Regions from separate parts of the Sus scrofa genome. Here region 2 is linked to region 1. The links are chromatin contacts, called in public HiChIP or PLAC-seq maps. All regions are on one chromosome and are shown on one strand. Each heading gives the region's core, a stretch centred on a gene start, on an enhancer-like site or on the middle of the called end of the contact. The rest is flanking DNA. Distances are from core to core; before and after follow the strand shown. Region 1 holds the start of POLR3H (DNA-directed RNA polymerase III subunit RPC8). Region 2 holds the start of TEF (thyrotroph embryonic factor).

The links. HiChIP or PLAC-seq counts read pairs in DNA pulled down with a chosen protein or histone mark.
Region 2: an H3K27ac HiChIP or PLAC-seq map of alveolar macrophages shows a contact between it and region 1. The contact joins the promoter of TEF here to the promoter of POLR3H in region 1. A contact is called at or near these places in 1 of 5 promoter capture datasets (liver) and 2 of 2 datasets of contacts at active chromatin or transcription factors (alveolar macrophages and skeletal muscle).

Annotation. Positions count from the first base shown.
Region 1 is chr5:6,994,436-7,001,984 of Sscrofa11.1, reverse strand. It overlaps POLR3H (DNA-directed RNA polymerase III subunit RPC8), which reads right to left and starts at 2,295. Exons shown (of 6, transcript XM_001929133.5): 1 at 1,095-2,295. The coding sequence starts at 1,205.
Region 2 is chr5:7,132,785-7,140,211 of Sscrofa11.1, reverse strand. TEF (thyrotroph embryonic factor) reads left to right here and starts at 5,041. Exons shown (of 5, transcript XM_021091460.1): 1 at 5,041-5,798. The coding sequence starts at 5,642. It overlaps LOC110260634 (a long non-coding RNA gene), which reads right to left and starts at 3,033. Exons shown (of 2, transcript XR_002343884.1): 1 at 1-3,033.

The sequences.
Region 1 (7,549 bases), core at 1,046-3,545:
TCGGATCCCTTGTTGCTGTGGCTGTGTAGGCTGGCAGCTGCAGCTCTGATTCAACCCCTAGCCTGGGAACTTCCATATGCCATGGGTGTGGCCCTAAAATGCAAAAAAAGAAAAGAAAAGGCAGTGGGAAGGCCTCTGACGACTTGGCACTAAGGCATGCAGGCCTGGCACATAAAAGGTGCACAAGCGTTCTTTTGCAGAAATAAACGTGACAGCCAACTTTAAACTACCATCCACCTTCCCAGAAACAATGGATGGTTGGACAGCAATTATTATTTCCACTTTACATATGGAAACTGAAGCCCAAATGGGGTAAATGACCTGCCCCAAACTGCAAAGTAAGGAGTTCCCATCGTGGCGCAGCGGAAATGAATCCAACTAGGAACCATGAGGTTGCAGGTGTGATCCCTGGCCTTGCTCAGCAGGTTAAGAATACACCGTTGCAGTTGTGGTGTAGGTTGCAGACGGCGGCTGGGATCTGGTTGCTGTGGTTGTGGCGTAGATCCGGCAGCTGTAGCTGATTCAACGCCTAGGCTGGGAACCTCCATATGCCGCGAATGAGGCCCTAAAAAAGCAAAAAAAAAAAAAGCAAAATAATTCGGAAGGGTCCCACTTGCAGCGGCCTTCCCCCTTCCCCCCCCCCCTTTTTGGTTATTTTGCACCCGCGGCATATGGAAGTTCCCAGGCTAGGGGTCAAATCGGAGCCTACACCACAGCCACAGCAACGTCAGATTCAAGCCGCGTCTCCGACCTACACCACAGCTCACAGCAACGCTGGATCCTTAACCCACTGCGGCCAGGGATCGAACTTGTGTCCTCAAGGATACTAGTCAGGTTCGTTTCCGCTAAGCCATGACGGCAACTCCACGACGGCCTTTTTTTCAAGCCCAGTTTTTCTTTTGATTCCCTCCAACATTCTTGTGGGGTAAGGATTACCCCTATCCCATGCACAGGTGAAGAAACCGAGCTCTGAGACGTTAGGCTACTTGCCCAAGGCCGAGGCTTGGCACCGACAGGCCGAAAGCGGGCAAGTAAGCAGCGCTGGGCCCTCTCCGGCCAAGGCCGGCCAGCGACCCCATGGACCCAGTCAGTACCTTGTTGGCCAATTTCTTGTTCAGCTCCTCGGCAATAGAGTCGTTGAGCTTCCTCTCAAACTGCCACGGGGGTATCCGCACGGTGTCAACCATCTCCACCAGGACAAACATCCCGCCTGCGCGGGGGACTCTGGGAACGCGAGTGTCAGTCACGCACAGACACCTGGGGCGGCGGGGATGCCGGGGCCCGCTCTGTCGGTCCCAGTCGCTGACGGGGCGGCGGGGATGCCGGAGCCCGCTCTGTCGGTCCCAGTCCCGGAGCCCCCCAGGTCGGCAACGGAGCTGGAAGCCGGGGCCTAGGGTATCTCCGTAAGGGGCGTGCTCCTCTACTGCAAGCAGAGGAAGCTGAGGCTCCACGGGGAGGACCTCCTGGTCGCGCGGGAGGGGCGCGCAGCCCAGTCAAGCCACACACACCACGCACTACGCACCACGTGCCTCCGCCACGCACCGCGGACCCACGCCAGCAGCACTACTACGGACGATAGTCCAAATCCGGTAGCTTCCGGGAGACCGACCAATAAGAAGCTTCGGTCCGCCCCGTCGCGAGGCGGGGCTACGTACCGGTCTGCTCGGGACGGGGCCACCCCTTCCGCCTGCGTGGAATCGTCAATCCCAGGCAACGCTTTCAGGTTGCTAGGCGACCTCTGTGCCACCGGGCCATCTCTGCTTGACCTGTGCAGTACTCTCCTGGCTCAGGCCTACCTCGACGCTGCAGCCGGCCCTTCCAAATGCAAACACAGTATGCCTAGACCCTTCAATACTCTGGAATCGGGGACACTGGGCTGGAAAGGAGCAGGCGAGACCTTTATAGGATGATAGAAATGTTCTGTATCTTCTTTTTGCCGGTGGTTACACAGGTGTAGACAGTTGTCAAAACTCGTCGACCTCAAGACTTAAGATCTTTGCATTTACTTGTAATTCAGATTACATCTCAATTGAAAAGGGATAATAAATTGGGACAAAAAAAAAACAACCAAAAACCAAAAAACCCTTACTGATTTACTTTTGAATTAGCAATAAGGTCCAAAATCTTTATCATAGCTCACAAGGCCCTGCGTGGTCTTGTCATTGTCCACTCCTCCAGCCCTGGTTTGTTCTGTCTCACCACATTCCAGTCTCACTCATCTTCATGTGATAGCTAACATGGGCTTGGACTAAAAGAATTTCATACCTTGGAGTTCCCGTTGTGGCGCAGTGGTTAACGAATCCGACTAGGAACCATGAGATTGCGGGTTCGATCCTTGGCCTTGCTCAGTGGGTTTAGGATCTGGCGTTGCCGTGAGCTGTGGTGTAGGTTGCAGATGCGGCTCGGATCCAGCGTTGCTGTGGCTGTGGTGTAGGATGGCGGCTACAGCTCCAATTAGACCCCTAGCCTGGGAACCTCCATATGCTGCGAGAGCGGCCCAAGAAATGGCAAAAAGACAAAAAAAAAAAAAAAAGAATTCCATACCTTGTCTAAGGCCATGGGCTGCTAAGTGGTAGAAGTGGGCCCCATACAAATCTGTACAGTACACAGCCTTCGTGGAAATACACTGCGGGGGGGGGGTGTTCCTTGTCTGTTTGGTTTTGGCCATGCCTGTGGCATGTGAAAGTTCCCTGGGTCAGAGATGGAACCCAAGCCACAGCAGCTATCCCAGCCACTGCAGTGACAATGCCAGATCCTTAACCCACTGCCCTACAAGTGAACTCTACACTGCAGTGTCTTGTTTTGTCATTTCTTTTCTTTCTTTTTTTTTTTTTTTTTTGTCTTTTTGCTATTTCTTGGGCCGCGCCCGCGGCATATGGAGGTTCCCAGGCTAGGGGTTGAATCGGAGCTGTAGCCACCGGCCTACACCAGAGCCACAGCAACGCGGGATCCGAGCCACGTCTTCGACCTACACCACAGCTCACGGCAACGCCAGACCCTTAACCCACTGAGCAAGGGCAGGGACCGAACCCGCAACCTCATGGTTCCTAGTCGGATTCGTTAACCACTGCACCACGACGGGAACTCCTGTTTTGTCATTTCTTACTGCAGTATAGTTTTTGTTTGTTTGTTTGCTTTTTACGGCCACAACCCTGGCATATAGAAGTACCCATTCTAGGCATCTAATTGGAGCTACAGTTGCCGGCCTATGCCACAACCACAACAATGCAGAATCTGAGCCGTGTCTGCAGCCTACACCACAGCTCACGGCAACGCCAGATCCTTAACCACTGAGTGAGGTCAGGGATCGAACCGGCAACCTCATGGTTACCAGTTAGATTTGTTTCCGCTGTGCCACAACAGGAACTCCCATTGCAGTGTAGTTGATTTTCCATATTGTGTTAATTTCTGCTGCACAGCAAAGTGATTCAGTTATAAACACACATTCTTTTTAAAATATACTTTTCCTATGGTTTATCATAGGATATTGAATATAGCTCCCTGTTGTTTATCCATTCTATGTATAATAGCTTACATTTGCTAACCCCAACCTCCTGCTCCGTCTCTTTCCCAGCCCCCTTCCCCTTGGCGACCTCAAGTCTGTTCTCTGTGTCTGTGAGCCTCTTTCTGTTTTGCAGATAGTTTCATTCATTCGCCATAGTTTAGTTTATTTTATCTTTGGCCATGCCCACCGTGGCATGTGGAAGTTCCTGGGCCAGGGATTGAACCCGAGCCACAGCAGCAACCCAGGCCACTGCAGTGAAAACACCAGATCCTTAACCTAATGAGCCACAAGGGAACTCCCATTTGTCATATTTTCGATTTTGCATATAAGTGATATCATACGGTATTTGTCTTTCTCTTTCTGACTTCACATCATATGATAATCTCTAGTTGCATACACCGCATTGTGGTTTTTTGGTTTTTTGTTTTCCTTTTTAGGCTACATTCATGGCATATGGATGTTCCTGGGCCAGGGATTGGATCCATGCCACAGCCTTACACCACAGGCGCCAGATCTTTAACCCATTGTGGTGGCCCGAGGATCAAATCAGCAACACCACAGAGACAAGTCCCATCATTAACCCACTGCACCACAGCGGGAGCTCCTCACTGCCATGTTTTAGTCAAATAAAAATTTAAACAAATAAAAAGAGACTTGGAGTATATGATAGAGGCACTCAGAAATGCATGGTCACTGTAAACCAGCTGTAATGGAAAAAATAAAAATCGTTATAAATGAAAAAAAAAGAACAACAGCGAAAAAAGAAATGCATGGTGCTTCACCTTGCTGATTTCACACCAATAGGGATCTTTCCATGAGTTTGGCTGCAGGGACCGAATTTGGCCTTCCCAGCATCTATATTTTTATTTATAGGCCTGTTTGCCTCTCCTAGGATTTGAGCTACTTGAAGACAGGGGGAAATGCTACTTCAGCTCTGTATTCCCACAATCCGCTAACATCATTCCTAAGATGCACTCAGTACCAGTGTGTTTAGGAGATTATATTAATTCTTTCTCTCAAATCTCAAATTCCCCTTTTTCATTCCATTCCCACTGCTACCGCCCTGAAATTCTTTTCCCTGCCACCGTGGCGTTTAGACACCACACATCCCAGCTCCTGGACTGGATCTTTCCTGCAAGCGACCTCCACACTGTCACAAAAGCCTTCCCTTCAGGAATCTCTTGTGCCCACACAGAGAGTTCTGGATTAAACCCAGGCTTCCTCTCCAGCCTCACCTCCCTTCTGTCCTCTAGGCACTGGTAGCTTCCAGCCCCAAGGATGCAAACACCAGGATCCCGTGTTGCTGTGGCTGTGGGGTAGGCCGGCAGCTACAGCTCTGATTTGATCCCAAGCCTGGGAACCTCCATATGCTGCAATGCGGCCCTAAAAAGACAACACAAAACAGGTTAGAATTAGGAAATGACACAGTGACACATGGGCTGGAGGGAACAGTGGATGGGAAGGGGCTGATGTGGAGACAGGAATGCCAGGAAGGAAATTCCTGAGTAGCCCTGGTAAGAGAAGGCGGGAGCAAGGCTGGGCCGCTGAGAGCCCACAGAAAGCAAAGCTGGGCCCCGTCCAGAGGTTGTCAGGGGATGGTGTCAGCATCAGGGTGCAGGACCTGGGAACGGAAGTGGGAGGAGCCAGCGCCTGAGGCCTTTCACTGAGATGGGAAACTGGAGGAGGGCCAGGCTGGGGGGCGAGGCCAGCATTGCTGAGCTCAATGTTTTGGGTTCCCAGGCTTCTTTTATGGTATTCAGCTCACAGGATCGCAACAGTCATTTGTTGGCACGGCTGGTTTCCTCATTAGGAAAAACAGGGACCAGGCGTCCTTATTAATTCTCTGTGCCATTCCACGGACGCTTTGAGGTGGCTCACAAAACCGCACAAAGACTTGGTCTGCAAGCTCCTCAACGGCAGAGGACGTTTCCATCCTGTTCCCCCACGTCCTCAGGGCCTAGGCCGGTGCCTGGCACAAGATCAGGGCTGCTAAATATGCGTTATTTGAATGAACAAAAGGATGGCAAAATAATTGCTAGGAGTGTAGGAGGGAGGGAGAAATAGGGCTGGAAACTAATCCAGGAGGAGGAGAGCCCAGTGGGTGGTTGAGGCCATGGAATTCCCAGGCCACAGCGCCCTAGCTGAGCAACCACGGCCGAGCCCGAGAACCCCTTGGCACACCAGAGCCTCTCTGTAAAGTGGAGATAATATTGGAACCCATCTCAAATGACTGTCCATCAGTGGAGGACTGGATGAAAAATATACATGGTGTATCATGAAGTGAAACAGTATGAAGACATCAAAAAGGATGAGAATGCTCACTGCGTAATGACATAGAATGAGATTCAGGATACATTGCTAAGCATAAAAATGCAAGGCGCGTGACGTTCCCATCGTGGCTCAGCGTTTAGCGAATCCGACTAGGAACCATGGGGTTGCAGGTTCGATCCCTGGCCTTGCTCAGTGGGTTAAGGATCCGGCGTTGCTGTAAGCTGTGGTGTAAGTTACAGATGTGGCTCAGATCCAGAGTTGCTGTGGCTGTGGTGTAGGCCAGCAGCTGTAGCTCCGATTGGACCCCTAGCCTGGGAACCTCCATATGCCGAGGGAACGGCCCAAGAAATGGCAAAAAAAAGACAAAAAAAAAAAAAAGCAAAGCGCAGACTTCCCATTGTGGTGCTGGAGCAGAAACGAAATCAACTAGTATCCATGCAGACGAGGGTTCAATCCCCAGCCTTGCTCAGTGGGTTTAGGATTCAACGTTACCATGAGCTGCAGTGCAGTTCTCAGACACGGCTTGGATCTGGTGTTGCTGTGGCTGTGGCACAGGCTGGCAGCTGCCGCTGTGATTAGACTCCTAGGCTGGGAACCTGCATATGCCGCGGGTGCAGCCCTAAAAAAAAGACAAAAAGAAAAAGAAAAGAATCTTTGATGTTTGGGATTATGGTTACATATTACATTCAAATTCAAAACTGAATAAAATTTAAATTAAAAAAGCAATTAAGGGGTGTTCCCACTGTGGCCCAACGGGATCAGAGGTGTCTCTGCAGTGCTGCAATTCGGGTTCAATCACTGGCCGGGAACAATGGGTTAAGGATCTGGCATTGCTGCAGCTGCCACATAGGTCACAGCTGTGGCCTGGATTAAAGATCTGGGTCCACATGCTGCAAGTGTGGCAAAAAAAAAAAAAAAAAGCAATTAACATTTTTTTCACATCTTAAAAAAAAAACCAAAAACCCTCTCAACCCCCTTTTCCTTCCAGCTACTGCCCCATTTTCTGCTCCCTTTACCACCAAAACTGCTTGAAGGAGTCATCCATGATTGCTATCTCCAAATCCTTTCTTTTTGTCTTCCACCTGCTCTGGTCAGGTTTTTGGCCCCACCTCTCAACCCACGCTGCTTTCTCAAGGTCGCCCATCTTCACGTTGCCAAACCGGTGACAATTCTCCTCCGTCCTCAAGGGCAGCGTTGATCTTAGCTGATCACCCCCTCCTTCTTCACACACTTTCTACAGGGCTTCCGGGAGCCCAGGCTCAGTCGGCCCGCCTTCCTCCGAGGCTCCGCCCCCACCTCTGCATGTGGGTGGGCCTCCCGGTGGCCGCTGGGTCCACAGTCCTGCCTGTGGCTTCAGGGCACGTAGAGCATCCTCGGCTGGAGGCGCCTGCATCCTCTGTCCACCTGTCTGCTCCACTTCTGCATTTGGCAACTCAACCGTAACCTGGGCCCAAATTTTTTCTTCTTTTTTCTTTTGTCTTTCTAGGGCCGCACCCTAAACATGGAGGTTCTCAGGCTAGGAGTGGAATCGGAGCTACAGCTGCTGGCCTACACCACAGCCACAGCAGAGCCAGATCTGAGCCACATCTGCGACCTACATCACAGCTCACAGCAACACCGGATCTTTAACCCACTGAGCCCTGCCAGGGATCAAACCCGCAACCCCATGGTTACTTAGTCGGATTTGTCTCTGCTGAGCCAAGACGGGAACTCCAACCTGGGCCAAAATGGAACTCCTGGTCGCCACTCCTCTGCAAACCTGCTCCTATCACA
Region 2 (7,427 bases), core at 3,792-6,291, 140 kb before region 1:
TAAAAGGCCGATGTGGATGTAGGAGGTGAATAAGGGGGAGAGAAGGAAGAGGTGAGGATGGAGAGACCCACCCTGGGGGGGGGGAGCCTGCAAGGCCTTGAAGGTCATAAAGAAGAGTGAGGCTGTCGACTCCCTGCCTGCAAGCTTCCCCCCACCCTGACTATTCCTGGACATGTGGCTGGTCGGGGGGAATGGGGTGTTTCCAGAACAACCCAACATAGAATTGTAGTAAGAGAGAACTTCAGGCGAGCTCTTGCTATGCTCCAAGTACTGTGTGTCCTCAGCCGTGTGCCTGCATTGACTCTGCTTCTCAGGCTCAGAGAGGTTAAGTAACTTGCCCAAGGTCACACAGGAAGTAGTCAAAGCAGGAATCAGATGTCGATGGTCCAGCCCCAGAGCCCACACCTTACCACTGCACCAACACGACTTCCACTGGAGAACCTGTGGCTGTCAGGAAGTAGCTGTTGAGATGTGGCCGAGTCTGGAGGTGAGGGTTCTCTCTGGAAATGGCACTGCTGGGGCAGCTCTCCTTCTATGATCTGAACCTGGGCAGTGGACAAAATGCAAGCCAAATAGGAAATGAGTACTCATGGGGAGACGGGCAAGAGTTGGTCTAGAGCCTCCACCCACCACTTCTCCCCTAGAACACACTGAGACCGAGGTACAAACCACAGCCCAGAGCTATGCAGCCACCGGTATGTGGGCTCAGAAGGCGGCAGTTGTTGGCAAGGCCCGTGGTGGAAGATTTGCCATAAGGATGGCTGATGTTTGTTATTCCAGGTTTGATCGTGAATCAGACACAATGACTGTGATTTAATGTTGATACTGTTCCAAATATATACAACTCGGCTTTGAATGGTTTTGTGAACCCTCCTACCAGCAACACCAACAAAGTGAGCCGACAAGTATTTACTGAGTTACTACTCTTGACAAAGCTTTGTGCTCTCCTGCATTTGGTGTGGCAAAGCATACAAATAACTGGGCTTTGCTAGGGTTCAAGGGAAGGCTTCCCATCGGCCTGCTCTTACAGACCCCAGGTTCATGTCACATTCTGCAGTGAGTCAGAAGACGGAGTGGTGCTGTCCTGCTAGATGCTATGTGGCCAAAGAGATCATCATGGGGCATTGGGTCAAAAACTGGAACTTTAGGAGTTCCCACTGCAGCACAGTGGGTTAAGAATCAGGCTGTAGCAGCTCAGGTCACTGTAGAGGCGTGGGTTGAATCCCTGGCCCAGCACAGTGGGCTAAAGGATCTGGTGTTGCTGCAGCTACAGCACTGGTAGGTCCCTGGCTTGGGAACTTCCATATGCTGTGGATATGGCCATTTAAAAAAAAAAAAAAAAAAGCTGGAGTTTTAGCACCTCTGAACTTCAAGCTTAAATAATCCAAGTTGGTATAATGGTTTAATGAAAGGCCCTTGTTTTGCATATGCTCAGTCAAATTAAATTATTTATTTGGGTTGGTTAGCAACTTTCTGAAACACAAGAGTAGAATTTAAAGCAGGTCCAGGAGTTCCCGTCATGGCTCAGCAGTTCATGAACCCGACTAGGATCCACGAGGATGTGGGTTCGATCCCTGGCCTCGCTCAGTGGGTTAAGTATCCAGCATTGCTGTGAGCTGTGGTGTAGGTCGCAGATATGGCTCGGATCCTGTGTTGCTGTGGCTGTGGTGTAGGCCAGCAACAGTAGCTCCGATCCAACCCCTAGCCTGGGAATCTCCATATGCTGCAGGTGTGGCCCTAAAATAGCAAAAAATAAAATGAAATTAAAAAAAAAAAAGCAGGTCCAGCTCTGGAAAATGGACATTTCACATCCCTTCTCTCTGTAGCTTAGACTCTGGAACCCACTCCCAGCCTTGTTCCCTATCCCCAAATAATTCTCCTCCTGACCTGGCACAACCTAAGAGCAGAGGAAAGGTGGAGGTCTGGAGGTCCCGCCGTGGCTCAGTGGAAACGAATCTGACTAGGATCCACGAGGACGCAGGTTCGATCACTGGCCTCGCTCAGTGGGTTAAGGATCTGGTGTTGCTCTGAGCTTGAGCTGTGGTGTAGGTCGCAGTCGCAGCTTGGATCTGGTGTTGCTATGGCTGTGTTGTAGGCTGGCAGCTGTAGCTCCGATGTGACCCCTCCATATGCCACAGGTGCGGCCCTAAAAAGACCAAAAAATAAAAATAAATAAGAAAGGTGGAGGTCCACCCTCTCCACTCCATAGACTGTTCAGGCTGGCACTTGACACTGCTCCCCACACATCAGCTCATCACCACTCTGTGAGGGAAGCATATCCATTTCTGTTTCCAAGAGAAAAACAACTGAGGTGTAGGCAGCAGAAGTCACTTGCCCAAGGCCAGGTGGCTGGTCAGCCGCCGAGGGGAGACTCTACCCATGCCCACCCAGGCGCCGCTGCCCCAGGACCACGCCTCCCTCAAGAAGCTGCTGCACTGATTGAAACCCTATTTCTACAGAATTCCAAGGTGCCATTTCACAGCTCTAGTCTTCACCATGTAATAACATGTTCTTCCTATAGACTTTAATTCTTTGTTGGGCTCACAAACACTACAGACCTTAGCTAATTCTCACAACATGCATTCCTCCACTAAGAGAAGGGGCAAGGCCACGCTGTTAGTCCCACTTTTACGGAGAGGCGGCAGAGCCAGGGAGAGCCAGGGAGAGGATGCTGCGGCTGGAGAATGAGAAAAAAACATAATGGCTCCCGCCCCCAGGATGGTGCTGTTGAAAGCTGCCAGGCGGCAGGGTAGCGCGCCTCCCAGCTTGCAAGTAAGCACGAGAGAGAACATGTTTATAAAGTTCCCGCGGTGTTTGTGACACGCCTTTTACCGTGGTTATCCAAGGGGAAAAAAAAAAAAAACCTCTTTCGGGAATGTAGTACATGAACAGAGAACCGAATCGAAACTAATTTTTAAAGCCCTAACCAGCTCACCGAGCTCCTCCCCTGTGCTACTTGCCTCTTAGATTAGTTGCTCCAGGCTAGGTTTTAAGTCGGGTAGCACTGGATAACTGCAGCTTAAAAAAAAAAAAAAAAAATCTAAACTTTTACTACATCTCATTACATACCACCTGTCACAAACAAATGTAACTTTCCACTGTTATGTTGCTATAAATCCTCTTCTCATACCTTGAGAAATTTTTTCCCTTCAATGTCACATTGGGAATTCCCATGGTGGCTCAGGGGAAAGAATCCAACTAGGAACCATAAGGTTGCCTGTTCAATCCTTGGCCTCGCTCAGTGTGTTAAGGATCCAGTGTTGCCGTGAGCTGTGGTGTAGGTCGCAGCTGCGGTTCGAATCTGATGTTGCTGCTGTAGCTCTGATTCGACCCTAGCTTGGGAACCTCCATAAGCCACGGGTGCGGCCCTAAAAGGCAAAAAATAATAAAATAATGTCACATTAGCCATGAAAATGTACGTTTAGCCCTAATCCAGCAAGTCTCTCCACAACCAAACTAGTTATTTTTAAAGCTTCCAACATTGTTTTAATCAGTTTCCTTGGACTGCCCTCTGAAATTTATTTCTAAAAACCTCTAGGTCAGTTTATTCTAGAGATGTCTTAGTTTAGCCACATACAGAATTCCCGCTAACAACAACTGAGTTCTGTGCACAATTTAGTACTTTCGCTCAACAGGGAGTGACATGGGCACCAACCTGCCTGTAGGATAACGGATACACCAAGCCATGAACTTGTACCCATGGGTGTTAGTAAAGCTATGGTCATTACCATTTGTTGCATTTACACTAACTGGCTAACGGAAGCCTGGGAAGGTAAATCCTGCCCTATCTCCATCTGACATAAACCAAGGAGGCCTGGAGAGATGAAGCAATTGGTGGGAGGTATCAGATTCAGAAAATAACTGACATCTAATGAGCATGGCCGGGAGACCTTGATTTCTGGAGTCAGATGCCACCACCCTGGCTTGACCATCACCCAGAGTTTCTTCAAACCTCTTGCTTTCCAGGCCTGCTCAGGGGCCCAAGCGCTTTTTTCCTCCTCAGTGCCCAGCAAAGTTCTCATTATACCAGCCTGACCACTTTCAGCTAGCTGGGTGTTGCTGTCAGCACCTACCCCGTGAACCAAGGACTGGGCTCTGCCATTCCCCAGCCCGGCTACTGGAAGGCGCGAGTCACAGGCAGGATACAGGATAAACAAGCCAAAGTCCCTGCCCTGTCAGGCACGGAGAGTCTACACTGAGTTCAAGGCAGAGTATGAATTGTGCTATCAAGAGGTACAAAGTCCTGGTGCCGCTAGGAGCAGCTTCCTGAAAGGTCCCCACATCTGTGGACCCCGCTCACGTTCTCCATTTTCCCGGTTTCCTGAGGAACTCCCAGGAAGTATTTATATTTTGAGAGGCGGTGGTTCTCCCACGAGGTGTGTACTCTGTAGATTGAGTGAAGGAGTTTTATTTTTTTCCCTGTAGAAAAAGCCAAGGTCCTCAAGAGAAACAGGCTTTCAGAGCCGTTTAGGACTTTAGAGATTATCTAGCCCAACCCCGAAATTTTATGGGCGAGAAAAGAGGCTCCGGGAAGCAACTGGACTTTCCCAAGGTCACAAGCTAGTAAGTTGGGAGGACAGAAGCGTGCACTCCGGCTCCGGCTCAGGGCCGCGCCCTTCCTCTCCACCACCCCGCCCCGACCTCAAGAATGCTCCTCCACGCTCGTGTTTATTTGGCCGCCACGCCCGCGCCAGAAACCCGGGATCCGCGGGGAACCTGACACCCGCTTCAGCGGCAGCCAAGCCTGTTCCGGCTGTCCCTACGATGGGCAGGCCGCCGTCCCCGGCCCTGCCCTCAGCCAACCTCCGGGTCGGCGGGGTAAGGGCTGGGCTCTGCGTCCAGGTCCCACGACCCTGGACAGAGTCCCCGCAACCAAAAGAACCGGCCCTCCCCTCCCCGCCGCAACCCCGCACGTGCTGTGCCTCGTGCACCGCCCCGGGTCCCGCCCCCGCCCTCCATTGGCTGTTTCGCGCCCTCCACCTCTTTCCCCTCCCCCTGCAACTGGACTCGGCTGTGGCTCCACGTGACCCGCGGAGTTGGGGACGGCCGCGTGGCCCCGGGGGGCTCTCTGATAGGCTCCCCCCGCCGGCATGGCCGCTCCCAGCTCCGCCTCCCTTCAGTGGCGCGTCCGGAAAGTGGAGAGGTTGGGGTGCGAGGGGAGAGCGGTAACGGTGGTCCGAGAGGAGGAGGGGTATTATGAGCAGGGAGGCGAAGGTGAAACCTTGGGTAGAGGGGAAGGGGCTGTAGCCGAAAAGGGCCTAAGACCCTGACTCTACCAGGCGCCAATCAGGTGACACAGAGGCAGATGGGGCGGGGCCTTCGGCCCTTCTCCTCACCTGGCCCCGCACGTGTCTCGTTTATCCGGGCGGCCTAACCAATCACGGCCGGGACGGCTGTGCCTGCCCCCCTCTCAAGGCGGACCAATCCAAGGCCGCCATCCGGGGAAGCTGGCCTGGACTCATAAATAATTAATATGCCAGAGCCAGTCCGCAGGCGGGGTAGGGATGGAGGGAGGCGGGGGTGCCCCCGGGAGCCTGCGCAGTAGCCGCCCGTGTCGGCAGCTGCGGCGGGTCGCACGGCTCCGTCCCATCTCGGGGGGCGGGCGGGGGAGGCGAGGCGCGCGAGCAGAGCGCGGGGCACGATGTCCGACGCGGGCGGCGGAAAGAAGCCGCCTGTAGAGCCGCAGGCGGGGCCGGGCCCGGGGCCGGGGCGCGCAGCTGGGGAAAGGGGCCTGCCAGGCTCCTTCCCGCTGGTCCTGAAGAAGCTGATGGAGAACCCCCCGCGCGGGGCGCGCCTCGGTGAGGGGGGGGAGGGTCCGCGCGCGCCTGGGGGCGGGGTTTCTGCAAGGGCGGGGCTATGTGAGGGCGGGGCCGGGGAGGTCGGAGGTCAGGGTGAAGTGGTCCAGCAGAGGGGGATGGGACCAGGGATGACAAGGGCCCTGGAGGGCGAGACAGAGGGATTGGGAAGAGAAGGTCAGGGGCGAGTTGAGCGAGGCTGGGTCAGATAGGGGTTGGCGGGGAGGGGTCAGGAGGGAGAGGGTAGGGTGGGAGTCGGGGTGAGGAGGTTCCTTTGGGCGGCCTCGAGTGTATGCAACGCGTAGGGGTTACTGAGGAGGCTGATGGGGGTCGCAGCAGCCACTTAAATGACGCTCGAGGGCGCCTTCTCTGGAACGCCTGAATCAGGATCACTTGGGATGCTTGTTTAGAATGCCGATTCCTGGGCCTCACCTTTCACCCACTGAATCTGCGGCTCCTGGGACAGGAATCTGCATTTTTAGGAACACCCCACCCCACCTCTGTGATTCCAAAGTCCACTGAAGTTTGAGATACCCTGATAGACAGTAGCGAATTGTCTTTATATATGGGCTTTCTCTCTGGGGATGAGGACCTGTCTTCTTCCCCTCCAGTGAGTATTCCCAGTTACTAGGTAGGTACTCGCTGGAGGTTTTCTGGAAATGAATTTCAGGGCTGCTGCTGAGGTGGGGGAGGAGTGTCAGGAGAAGGGATGGGAGGGCCTTCTGAGGGGGGATTGACATGAGTCAGGTAGAGGGATGAGGGTCAGACTGAAGCTACTGAGGCCCTTCACCTGGTTGTTTGGGGCTGACCCTAGCCTTTGGGGCCACAGTGGCAGGGCTGGGCTTTGTCTTGGTTCCTAGGCCACAGAGGTCCCTGGGGCCTACCTGGAAAGCAGGTTTGGCCTTGTTTTTTGGCCTGGGAACATGAGGTTCAGGGAGTGGCAGGAGTGCCACCTATAGTGGAGTTTTAGATGCACTGAGGGATGCTTTCAGTCTCAAAGATTTGAATTTCCGAGAACCATTGGTGTAGTTCATGGATGTGGGAAGGAATGGGCCTTCTGTGAATACCAGCCTTGGGGAATTAATTGTCTTTTTAAACATGCCATTTCTCTTCCTTTCCTGGCTGTGTTCTGAGGCTCCCATCCCTATGGCTGTCACTGTTGGGTTATATATAGCTTCAGCACATCAGGTGAGGCCAGGCTCTCTCCTCCTGCTTCAGACCTCATATGCACAGACCCTTTTGTTTGTTTTTAAGGCAAAATTTTGTTCCAGGATCTGAGGCTGAGACAAGCTACCAGGACAGGTGTACACATCCGTCGGGGTTCTTGTTTGAGATTACCAAATAATAACCATCTATAACAATAATTCTACCTCACATTTGCAGAATACTCACAGAGCACTTTGATATAGTCTTATTTAGTCTTCCACAGCCATCTTATAGGGTATTACCCCACTTCTCAGATGAGGAAAGCTGAGGCTCAAAGAGGTGAGGCTATTTCCTTAAGGTCACATAGCTAGGCCTTATGTGCTCTTTACTCTGTCACTGGCAGCCACTGTCCTTGTGACCCGAGTGATGGGCCTAGTCCTTTATCATCCTTTACGATGAAAACTCCATCTTATGGGGAGTTCTTGT